Linked DNA regions of Salmo salar: region 1 is linked to region 2. Evidence: chromatin contacts called from public Hi-C data. All regions are on one chromosome and are shown on one strand. The core of a region is the stretch at or near the end of the contact, and the rest is flanking DNA. Distances in the headings are between cores, read along the strand shown. Region 1 overlaps LOC106577185 (methylcytosine dioxygenase tet3-B). Region 2 holds the start of LOC106577185 (methylcytosine dioxygenase tet3-B).

Region 1 (6,095 bases), core at 804-3,303, 52 kb before region 2:
ATAACATGACAGAATCTAATCCACCCTAAACCATAACATGACATAATCCACCCTAAACCATAACATGACAGAATCTAATCCACCCTAAACCATAACATGACAGAATCCACCCTAAACCATAACATGACAGAATCTAATCCACCCTAAACCATAACGTGACAGAATCTAATCCACCCTAAACCATAACATGACAGAATCTAATCCACCCTAAACCATAACATGACATAATCCACCCTAAACCATAACATGACAGAATCTAATCCACCCTAAACCATAACGTGACAGAATCCACCCTAAACCATAACATGACAGAATCTAATCCACCCTAAACCATAACATGACAGAATCTAATCCACCCTAAACCATAACATGACAGAATCTAATCCACCCTAAACCATAACATGACAGAATCTAATCCACCCTAAACCATAACACATTTTTCATGCTTGTTCGTGTTCATTAGGCACCATACGGAAGAAAACGGACTGAAACAAGTAGGGACCAGCTGCACTTGTACAATGAACCCTCATTTTTGTTTTCCATTGCAAAATGTTTTCAGGTGTTTTCTGTTGCGTATCATAATGCGTTGCATAATGAACATGACCCAGCAGTGTGAAACGCCAAAACACAGTCAGGTGGTTGACTTCAATTCTAGAAGTGTAGCAGCAGCACACCGTGGTTCAGCTCCTGCAACTCTCTACTTCCTGGTCTACAGGATTAGTGGCACATTTTACCAGAGGGCCTATAAGAGATCAATATTATGCCACATGTATTCGCAAATGTAAATCACCAATCCACATATATAAATCACTTTACCACAAATGTAAATCACCAATCCACAAATGTAAATCACTTTTCACAAATGTAAATCACCAATCCACAAATGTAAATCACTTTCCACAAATGTAAATCACCAATCCACAAATGTAAATCACCAATCCACAAATATAAATCACTTTCCACAAATGTAAATCCCCAATCCACAAATGTAAATCACCAATCCACAAATGTAAATCACTTTCCACAAATGTAAATCACCAATCCACAAATGTAAATCACTTTCCACAAATGTAAATCACCAATCCACAAATGTAAATCACCAATCCACAAATGTAAATCACCAATCCACAAATGTAAATCACTTTCCACAAATGCAATTCACTATCTACAAACAAAGACTTTTTGATTTGTATTTGTAAATCGAGGGCCTTAAGTAAAATGACTGCCATAAAGATTTGCACATAGGAGAGATATGCGCAAACATGACCTGCAACTCCATATTTGGAAGCGCTTAGGTCACCTCACTTTTGGCAGGGATTTGAAGACAAGAAAAATACAAAAAGTTCTCATGTGTAGAAAGAGATTTTTATTCATAGAAGTTCCAAAAGTTCCAAAAGAATAAAGACACTTCAAATGTCATATTATGTCTATATAAAGTGTTGTAGCGATGTGCAAATAGTTAAAGTACAAAAGGGAAAATAAATTAACATAAATATGGGTTGTATTTACAATGGTGTTTGTTCTTCACTGGTTGCCCTTTTCTTGTGGCAACAGGTCACACATCTTGCTGCTGTGATGGCACACTGTGGTATTTCACCCAGTAGATATGGGAGTTTATCAAAATTGGGCTTGTTTTCTAATTCTTTGTGGATCTGTGTAATTTAATATGGTCATACATTTGGCTGAATGAAGATTAGGAAGTGCAGCTCAGTTTCCACCTCATTTTTGGGCAGTGTGCACATAGCCTGTCTTCTCTTGAGAGCCAGGTCTGCCTACAGCGGCCTTTCTCAATAGCAAGGCTATGCTCACTCTGTACATAGTCAAAGTTTTCCTTAAGTTTGGGTCAGTCACAGTGGTCAGGTATTCTGCCACTGTCTCTCTCTTTCTCTCTCTCTCTCTCTCTCCCTCTCTCTCTCAATTCAATTCAATTGGCATGGGAAACATATGTTTACATTGCCAAAGCAATCTCTCTCTCTCATTTCTATCCATCTCTCTCTTCTTTTCAAGTTCAATTTCAATTTAAGGGGTTTTATTGGCATGGGAAACATATGTTTCTCTCTCACTCAGATCCTCCCCTTTTCTCTCTTTCATTCTCTCACAGAAACTTCTCTTCCTTTCCCCTCACTTTCTCAGCCCCTTCTATCCTCCCTCTCTCCTCTCTAAAGACGACCATATGGTGTCGGCCTCTCTCCTCTCTAAAGACGACCATGTGGTGTCGGCATGGCGGAGGCCATACCAGGACAGGGGAACAAACTCAGGCAGCCTCCCTCTACCACTCTGACACCTCAGCCAGCCAACCCTGTGTGTGTTGTGTGTGTGTGTGTTTGTGTGTGTGTGTTTGTATGAGTGTGTGTGTGGCATAGCTCAGGTACTAAGACAACAGCTGATCAGTGTATTCATAACAGCCGCTAGCAACAGGCAGCATGCCAACCACAAACAAACACACACGGATACTTCCCGTGATGGATAAACCAATGAATTAAAAGGACAACATCGCAAGTACAATTACGATATGTCAGTGTTTAACAGACTATTGTTCTCCTTTTCATAAGAATCATAATTCTACTTTAACAGTTCATAAAAGAACATTAAAATATGCTTTATTGTCAGAGTGTGTGTGTGTGTGTGTGTGTGTGTGTGTGTGGTGACTAATCAGAGCAGTCTGAGGTAGTTGGACAGGTTTGTCTATTTAAGTCTAGTGCCCGACTGTGTGTGTTCAAAACAGGTCATGTTGTTTTCTAGTCACGTTTACTATGCATCACACACACCTATCAACTGCCATCTGGTTACACTAACTGTCTTTTTCCCCATGGATCTTACTAGTTATACATTGCAAAACCTTCTGACAACACCAGCCTGCACAAGCCCAAGTCAGATAATCTGCAACAGGTTGGACTGGTTACCACTACAACATATAGCCTAATGCTTTCTCAGATGTTCACCAATACTCAGACCTTTACAGTCACAATGACATGTAGCCTAAAGCTGAAGATCGATTTCATAAAGTCTGAAGCCTTTGAGGGTATGGACGACTTTAACTACTACTACTACTACACACACACACACACACACACACACACACACACACACACACACACACACACACACACACACACACACACACACACACACACACACACACATCCTAAAACTGCAAATTAACCCTGAGACACCAGGCGTGAGGAAAAGTGAAGGCCTTAATTCTGCACAAAACGCAGTGAGGCAGAAAAGCCATGTAGAGGATGAACACAAGACATTGGCTCATACAGAACGTCCATGGGACAGATCATACTACATAGTAACTACAGAACGTCCATGGGACAGATCATACTACATAGTAACTACAGAACGTCCATGGGACAGCTCCTACTACATAGTAACTACAGAACGTCCATGGGACAGATCATACTACATAGTAACTACAGAACGTCCATGGGACAGATCCTACTACATAGTAACTACAGAACGTCCATGGGACAGATCCTACTACATAGTAACTACAGAACGTCCATGGGACAGATCATACTACATAGTAACTACAGAACGTCCATGGGACAGATCCTACTACATAGTAACTACAGAACGTCCATGGGACAGATCCTACTACATAGTAACTACAGAACGTCCATGGGACAGATCATACTACATAGTAACTACAGAACGTCCATGGGACAGATCCTACTACATAGTAACTACAGAACGTCCATGGGACAGATCCTACTACATAGTAACTACAGAACGTCCATGGGACAGATCATACTACATAGTAACTACAGAACGTCCATGGGACAGATCCTACTACATAGTAACTACAGAACGTCCATGGGACAGATCCTACTACATAGTAACTACAGAACGTCCATGGGACAGATCCTACTACATAGTAACTACAGAACGTCCATGGGACAGATCCTACTACATAGTAACTACAGAACGTCCATGGGACAGATCCTACTACATAGTAACTACAGAACGTCCATGGGACAGATCATACTACATAGTAACTACAGAACGTCCATGGGACAGATCCTACTACATAGTAACTACAGAACGTCCATGGGACAGATCCTACTACATAGTAACTACAGAACGTCCATGGGACAGATCCTACTACATAGTAACTACAGAACGTCCATGGGACAGATCATACTACATAGTAACTACAGAACGTCCATGGGACAGATCATACTACATAGTAACTACAGAACGTCCATGGGACAGATCCTACTACATAGTAACTACAGAACGTCCATGGGACAGATCCTACTACATAGTAACTACAGAACGTCCATGGGACAGATCCTACTACATAGTAACTACAGAACGTCCATGGGACAGATCCTACTACATAGTAACTACAGAACGTCCATGGGACAGATCCTACTACATAGTAACTACAGAACGTCCATGGGACAGATCATACTACATAGTAACTACAGAACGTCCATGGGACAGATCCTACTACATAGTAACTACAGAACGTCCATGGGACAGATCATACTACATAGTAACTACAGAACGTCCATGGGACAGATCCTACTACATAGTAACTACAGAACGTCCATGGGACAGATCCTACTACATAGTAACTACAGAACGTCCATGGGACAGATCATACTACATAGTAACTACAGAACGTCCATGGGACAGATCCTACTACATAGTAACTACAGAACGTCCATGGGACAGATCCTACTACATAGTAACTACAGAACGTCCATGGGACAGATCATACTACATAGTAACTACAGAACGTCCATGGGACAGATCCTACTACATAGTAACTACAGAACGTCCATGGGACAGATCCTACTACATAGTAACTACAGAACGTCCATGGGACAGATCATACTACATAGTAACTACAGAACGTCCATGGGACAGATCCTACTACATAGTAACTACAGAACGTCCATGGGACAGATCATACTACATAGTAACTACAGAACGTCCATGGGACAGATCCTACTACATAGTAACTACAGAACGTCCATGGGACAGATCATACTACATAGTAACTACAGAACGTCCATGGGACAGATCCTACTACATAGTAACTACAGAACGTCCATGGGACAGATCCTACTACATAGTAACTACAGAACGTCCATGGGACAGATCCTACTACATAGTAACTACAGAACGTCCATGGGACAGATCCTACTACATAGTAACTACAGAACGTCCATGGGACAGATCCTACTACATAGTAACTACAGAACGTCCATGGGACAGATCATACTACATAGTAACTACAGAACGTCCATGGGACAGATCCTACTACATAGTAACTACAGAACGTCCATGGGACAGATCCTACTACATAGTAACTACAGAACGTCCATGGGACAGATCATACTACATAGTAACTACAGAACGTCCATGGGACAGATCCTACTACATAGTAACTACAGAACGTCCATGGGACAGATCCTACTACATAGTAACTACAGAACGTCCATGGGACAGATCATACTACATAGTAACTACAGAACGTCCATGGGACAGATCATACTACATAGTAACTACAGAACGTCCATGGGACAGATCCTACTACATAGTAACTACAGAACGTCCATGGGACAGATCCTACTACATAGTAACTACAGAACGTCCATGGGACAGATCCTACTACATAGTAACTACAGAACGTCCATGGGACAGATCATACTACATAGTAACTACAGAACGTCCATGGGACAGATCCTACTACATAGTAACTACAGAACGTCCATGGGACAGATCCTACTACATAGTAACTACAGAACGTCCATGGGACAGATCATACTACATAGTAACTACAGAACGTCCATGGGACAGATCCTACTACATAGTAACTACAGAACGTCCATGGGACAGATCCTACTACATAGTAACTACAGAACGTCCATGGGACAGATCATACTACATAGTAACTACAGAACGTCCATGGGACAGATCATACTACATAGTAACTACAGAACGTCCATGGGACAGATCCTACTACATAGTAACTACAGAACGTCCATGGGACAGATCCTACTACATAGTAACTACAGAACGTCCATGGGACAGATCATACTACATAGTAACTACAGAACGTCCATGGGACAGAT
Region 2 (6,457 bases), core at 2,645-5,144:
GGTCCAGGCTATGGTGTCCAGGGGGGCTAGGTTCCCCATATCCAGTCTCTGATTCAGTGTCGAAGGAGTAGGAGGATTGGGTGCTCTCAGAGCTGCAGGAGAAGGAGAACTTGGAGCTAGAACTCTCCTGGTTAGGGATGGAGGAGGTCTTTGGCACTGAACCCAGATCAGATAGAGAGACAGATGCAATATCTGTGTTTGGTTCAGACCCTGTGTTTGGTTCAGACCTTGTGTCTGTGTTTGGGAGTGATGGCTGTGGCTCATCTTGGTTGTACTTGTTGTGAGTCATTGGACCAGAACCTAGGTCACAATCAGAGACAGATACAATGTCTTTGTCTGGTTCAGACCCAGTGGTGAAGACGTCTTTCTTTGTGTATGGGAGTGATGATGATGATGGTGGTTCTTCTGGGTAGTTGTTGTGGTTGTTTGACAATGGACCCAGGTCAGGTACAGACACAGTGATGGGGACCTCCGCGTTGGTGTACAGGTCTGACGATGATGATGCAGATGATGAAGAAAATTTTGCATTGAGGTGATTGGATGACTCTTTGGTCTCTTCGTCCACTGGTCTGAGAAGTTGTCTAGCCTCTGGAGAGACAGGGCTCTCTAGGCTCTGACCGGGTGCTGGGTTCGCTGGGATTACACACAGGGACTTGTGGGGTTCACTGAGGAAGGCAACTGAGAGACTTAGTGATACTGGGTGCACTGAGGTCGTCTGTGATGTCTCATGGAAAGTAGTTGGGACTTTTAAAGATTTATGGATTTCAACAGTTTGGTTAGGTTGGATTAGTTTTGCACCTTGGTTCAGAACCTTAATGTCATGTGACATTGTGGGGTGAGGTGGAGAGGTCGGGTGAGGATGAGGGAGAGGGGGTGACGCCAGGTCTGAGGTAGCTGGTTCAGAGACAGGTGAGGGATGGACAGGTGATTGCATCATCAACACGTCATCCTGCAGAGGTGGCTTTTGGGGCTGAGAGACAGATATACTGGAGCTTGTGTCTGGAGGTCTGCTGATAACCTCTCTCTTCTCCAGTCTCTCGTCTTTCTCCTCTCTTTCCTTAGTCTCCTTCACCTTGGCTATCTCCACTCTCTCCTCCCCCTCTGCTTTCTTCTTTTCTTCATCCGTCTTCTCTCCTTCCTCCATTGCTTCCTCTCCTTCCTTCTCCACTGCTTCCTTTCCTTCCTTCTCCAACCTCTCCCCTCCTCTTTGCTCCTTTGCATGAGTATCTCTCTCTCTCTGCTCCATCTCAATCTGCTCAGGTCCAAGGTTAATCTTGGCTTTGTCTTCACCTTTAGGGACAACTGACACTTCCTGCCTCTCATCACTGGTAGAGTCACCAAGCTCATGGCTCTGGTTGAATTGCCCTGAATTGCCCTCACTAATATTATTGACTAGCTTTTCCTGTTGTTGGTCAACACTGATGGGGTCATTGAGCTCAGAGTGGTTGCCGTCACCACTATGGCTGAAAGGCTTATTGTGTGGGTCAGTACCAACCACGTCACCATTATGGGCAACTAACTCTTCATGTTTGCCATCACTAGCTGAGTCATCAGTCCTCAGGTTAAGAGGTTTGCCCTCACCATCATGGCCGACACCTGGCTCTAGCTGGTCAATACAGGAAGGGTCATCAAGTTCAGTCCTCAGGTTAAGAGGTTTTCCCTCACATTCATGGCCGACTCCTGGTTCCTGCTGGTCAACACAGGAAGGGTCTTCAAGTTCAGTCCTTAGGTTAAGAGGTTGGCCCTCACTATCATGGCTGACTAGCTCTTTCTCTTGGTCAATCACACTAGGGTCTATACTACCAGGGTCAGACTCCTCAGGTCCTTGCTCAATCCCTCTTTCGCTCCATCTCTGACCCCTTGCTCCCCTCGCTCCCCTGCCCCTGGCTTTCTTCCCTCCCCTGCAAGGCTTTACCGTCAGGGGAGGAAACTTCTTGGAGCACCCCATGCCCCGTAAGGACATCCTGCGCCCCGGCGGATCCTCTCCCACCCCATGCTGGAGCAGAGGATTACCCCGGCTCCTTAGCCTCACTGATCCTGTTACATGCACAGGGGCATGGTTAACCCTACCAGGGGACCCCCCCGGGACCTGACTGCCAAGCGTGCCAAGCCTGCCAACCCCACTCCTCCCTGGGCTTCTGGCCGGCTGGGCCTGGGTCCTGGTTGTGGATCTTCGGGGTGGTTTTGGTGTCGACTGTGGGCTCTCAAAGGCTTTTCCTCTGGACTTGCTGGAGTTGGAGATCTGTCTCTTGGCGGTGGTGGTGGTTGTTGTTGTGGGTATCACCTTGCAGCCATTCCTTGTCTGTGGTGGGGGTTGTCTCTTAGGGGGTTTGGGAGTAGGAGGCATAGTGGAGGATGTGAGAGGGCAGAGATGGGGCAGTCGGCATGGGAACCAGGTGAATGGTTGTTCTCAGCTGTGCTCCAACTTCAACTTTTTTTTCTCTCTTCCTTAATTTTTTTGAGATTGGATTACTGGCTTACACTGACACGCAAATGCTGAGTTATTTTCCCACCATGTTGAAAAGCTGTGCAAGGACCTGGAGGGAATTGATCAAGAAAATAAAAATATGTTAAAATAACTGTCTGTTTCTCTATTAGTGCACTATATAACACACCCAAACACATCCGTGTTTGACTGAACACTAAGGAGAAAACTTTTTTATTTTCCTAACAAAACATGCCTGGTCACACGTTTTTTTTTGTAGGTACTGGGTATAGTAGAACCCAATTGTATAATTTGTAGCAGATGTTTAGAAATCTTGAATTGCATGGTGTTGCATTCGGGCAATGAAGCGTGTGACTGCAAATAGAACATGTATGAGGTATCAGGTGTAACTATATGGGTTAGTTGTATAGTGTTGAAGATTGTCGAGTTACCAGCCGTCTTTCACTTTCAACTGATCATGTTCAATAAACTCGCCTTGTGAGCCCACTTTAGGCTACTGCAGTTTTCCCTACTGTGTCCCTTTAACGAAAGGAATGGCGCTGGGCCTGCCGTGCCAAATACGGTCCGTATTTGGCTTAGCCGACTAAACAGTTTACAACACACAACACCTTGTCAAAGCAATGATCCGTGAAGTAGAGACATGCTTATTACCATGTAGTTAACAGATTACACAATAACCATGTCCTATAAATAAATGATTCATTGCAATATCAATAATAGATTTGTATTATTAATCAATATGCTAAAATCTCCAAACGCTCCTTCTGCTTCCGCATGGCGGTGGTATTTATTTTATATTTAGGCTAAGCCATTTAACAGTTAAAAGGCAGAAGTGAAGCCCTTTAAAAAGTACAGGCTATCACACAACACCGGACTTGGCTCGCGGCCTACTTTTTTACTGCAAGAGTTTCGGACGGAAGCGTAATGACAATGTTGTAACCAGCTTGCAACACTTTTTGCCGCGTCGAGTAGATTTTCTTGCACTTGACCAAATGTCGGAAAAATATCGAGTATTTGACACTAGTGGCATTGGATGGCTGACTAAGCTATTCGTGAATGTCACAAATAACATACGTGTTGTTGGTTTAGATGTTATTTACACGTTGACTTTAAAAGGCAGCTCAAATACTTTACATACCAGAGAGACAGTTGCACTGTCTGAATTGCTAATAATATTCCACTCCTGATAGACACTGACGATCATTGTATTGGTTTCACTCGGAAAATATGGCAGGTTAGTAGCTCTTCTTTACAACGCTGATACATTGACTCAATCTACCAATACTGTATTTATCAAACATCTATATAGCCATACTGAATAAAACACAATTTATAGCGTAAATCCTTCTTGTGTCAATCCATTCGGGGAAGCCCTCTCTCCCTCCTCTCCCAGACGCGACCTACTGTCTCGAGTCAACTCAGCTCTGGAGTGAAGGGTCTTTGGGAAAACCTGGAATGGAGCATTTGTCTACTTTCTCTAATGAGTAGAGGTAACAAACTACTATCAAACTACTTCAAACCCTAGATAACCTTTAACAAGCTAATGTTTTGCGTCATATTCTGTATGGTTTACAACTGTGTAATAATAACAGCTTTAAAAATATATTTCAGAACTGTGTAATAATAACACCTTTAAAAACACTAACCTGCTCCACACAAATACTATATGACCCTATATGTAGAAAATGATAAAGTGTTTAGGCAGTTGTTGACATATTATTAATTGACACATTTATGGTTTAATTATGCCATTTTTGTTATTTATCAATGACGTTATTCACATGCGACAGTGCGACACTCGATCTGTGCACATGAAGGGCAACAGTTAGTGATCATAAAAACATGTGCCTTAACCCTTCATACATACATTTAACCGGTAGCCAGTTGTTTTTTGTATTGCTGTTTGTCTAAGCACGTTTGGCTATTCTTTAGCTACGCGTTTCTCGCAAAAATAGTGACCGGAAACTGAACTCACAATTGTCGCTCGGTGAGGTTGTCTCAACGAGTGCCCGCTAGACAGGTTTCTTTGGGGAATCAGGAAGAGATGGAGGCTACCTGCAAATGCTAACGCGCCGCTAGCGAGATCCGTTTTGCAACGTTTGTTCATCTGACAGTGTTGACCTTGCAGTGGGTAAAATGGCTAATATAAGTTATTAGTACAGCAACAGTCGATTGAACTGTGAGTCAGTGTTTGAACAGTCCATTCAATAGTAGAGATTGGAAATTGTAGCTAGTTGACTAGTTAACGTTAATCTGCTAGTAACGGTAGCACGATAACTCGACTTCAATGACAGCTAGCTACTACTAGCTCTTTTTTAGTTTTGATACGTAACTAGCCAGCTAACCAAACTATGTCTTGATTATACATTGTTTCAGTGATCAACAGCTTACAACGTTATGCCTCACATCATTATGTGTCTCTCAAGGCAAGGCAGAATGTCAGTGTTAGTAAGTTATATTGGTGGTCTGATGATGACCTCGAGCGTTGTCCTTTTTAATGCTGGGTGAGAATGTCATGTAGCTGTTGTGTTTTTTTCTTTGCATAGTTATGGATGCATTCGGGTCCTGATTGAACTCACACATCATGGCAATGGATGCTGCAGTCTCCATCTGTGGTCGTCCTGTGATCCCCAACCACACTCAGGCGGACTATCACTTTGTCCGTTCCTTCGTAGCTGGAGGTAAGGGCGGCTGCAGACTTCACTAGTGATGATAATACAGAAATACAATACAGAACATACAGTAGTACACATCCAGTGACACAAACCCTGGTTCTGATGCGCTGCATAGTGTGCAGGCAATTCATCCGGCAATAACAGACTACTATCATCGAAATGAATGGGTAAACCTCACCAGAGATCCAGAAGAAATGGGTATATGTCTACAGAGTTCTGACAGCTTAAACGTCTAGACGTTGGCAGAGCGACATAGGTATAATGAGTTTGTGGGTAGTTTTCACAGACCCAGATTAAGCTGACTTGTATTGGACCTGCATTAAAAAGCCTGCTAGATGGAGATTCTTTACTGAAAGTGCATTTTAGTCCAGGACTAAGCTTAAAGCTGAAATCCACACCACTGTTCAGTCAGCATCAGGTGAAACCGCACCACTGTTCAGTCAGCGTCAGGTGAAACAGCACCACTGTTCAGTCAGCATCAGGTGAAACAGCACCACTGTTCAGTCAGCATCAGGTGAAACAGCACCACTGTTCAGTCAGCGTCAGGTGAAACAGCACCACTGTTCAGTCAGCATCAGGTGAAACAGCACCACTGTTCAGTCAGCGTCAGGTGAAACAGCACCACTGTTCAGTCAGCGTCAGGTGAAACAGCACCACTGTTCAGTCAGCGTCAGGTGAAACAGCACCACTGTTCAGTCAGCATCAGGTGAAACAGCACCACTGTTCAGTCAGCATCAGGTGAAACCGCACCACTGTTCAGTCAGCGTCAGGTGAAACCGCACCACTGTTCAGTCAGCATCAGGTGAAACAGCACCACTGTTCAGTCAGCATCAGGTGAAACCGCACCACTGTTCAGTCAGCATCAGGTGAAACCGCACCACTGTTCAGTCAGCATCAGGTGAAACAGCACCACTGTTCAGTCAGCATCAGGTGAAACAGCACCACTGTTCAGTCAGCGTCAGGTGAAACAGCACCACTGTTCAGTCAGCATCAGGTGGAACAGCACCACTGTTCAGTCAGCGTCAGGTGAAACAGCACCACTGTTCAGTCAGCGTCAGGTGAAACAGCACCACTGTTCAGTCAGCGTCAGGTGAAACAGCACCACTGTTCAGTCAGCGTCAGGTGAAACAGCACCACTGTTCAGTCAGCGTCAGGTGAAACAGCACCACTGTTCAGTCAGCATCAGGTGAAACAGCACCACTGTTCAGTCAGCGTCAGGTGAAACAGCACCACTGTTCACCCCCAGCGCATTTGTAATTGTTTTTGTGTTGTTGATGAAACGGAGGAGAGGAGCATCCAGAATTCTGGGGAAACAAAATGGCGTGCAATGATGTCC

Evidence for each region. A called contact is a pair of places that touch in the nucleus more often than the background predicts.
Region 1: a contact with region 2 is called in a Hi-C map of gill, with 2.9 times the contacts expected there. The contact joins the enhancer-like site here to the promoter of LOC106577185 in region 2. A contact is called at or near these places in 3 of 3 Hi-C or Micro-C datasets (blood, gill and muscle).

Annotation. Positions count from the first base shown.
Region 1 is chrssa18:30,844,624-30,850,718 of Ssal_v3.1, reverse strand. The region is part of intron 2 of LOC106577185 (methylcytosine dioxygenase tet3-B); the gene reads right to left. Among protein-coding and RNA genes, the nearest start is that of LOC106577185, 51 kb to the right of the region's middle. Within about 2 kb of position 2,053, at least 1 of the 13 cell types and tissues checked has an H3K27ac peak or open chromatin away from gene starts, as enhancers often do. A contact at or near this core is called in gill, where this site is marked.
Region 2 is chrssa18:30,794,496-30,800,952 of Ssal_v3.1, reverse strand. LOC106577185 (methylcytosine dioxygenase tet3-B) reads right to left here and starts at 3,894. Exons shown (of 11, transcript XM_014155012.2): 1 at 3,585-3,894; 2 at 1-2,537. The coding sequence starts at 2,347. It also overlaps the pseudogene LOC106577186.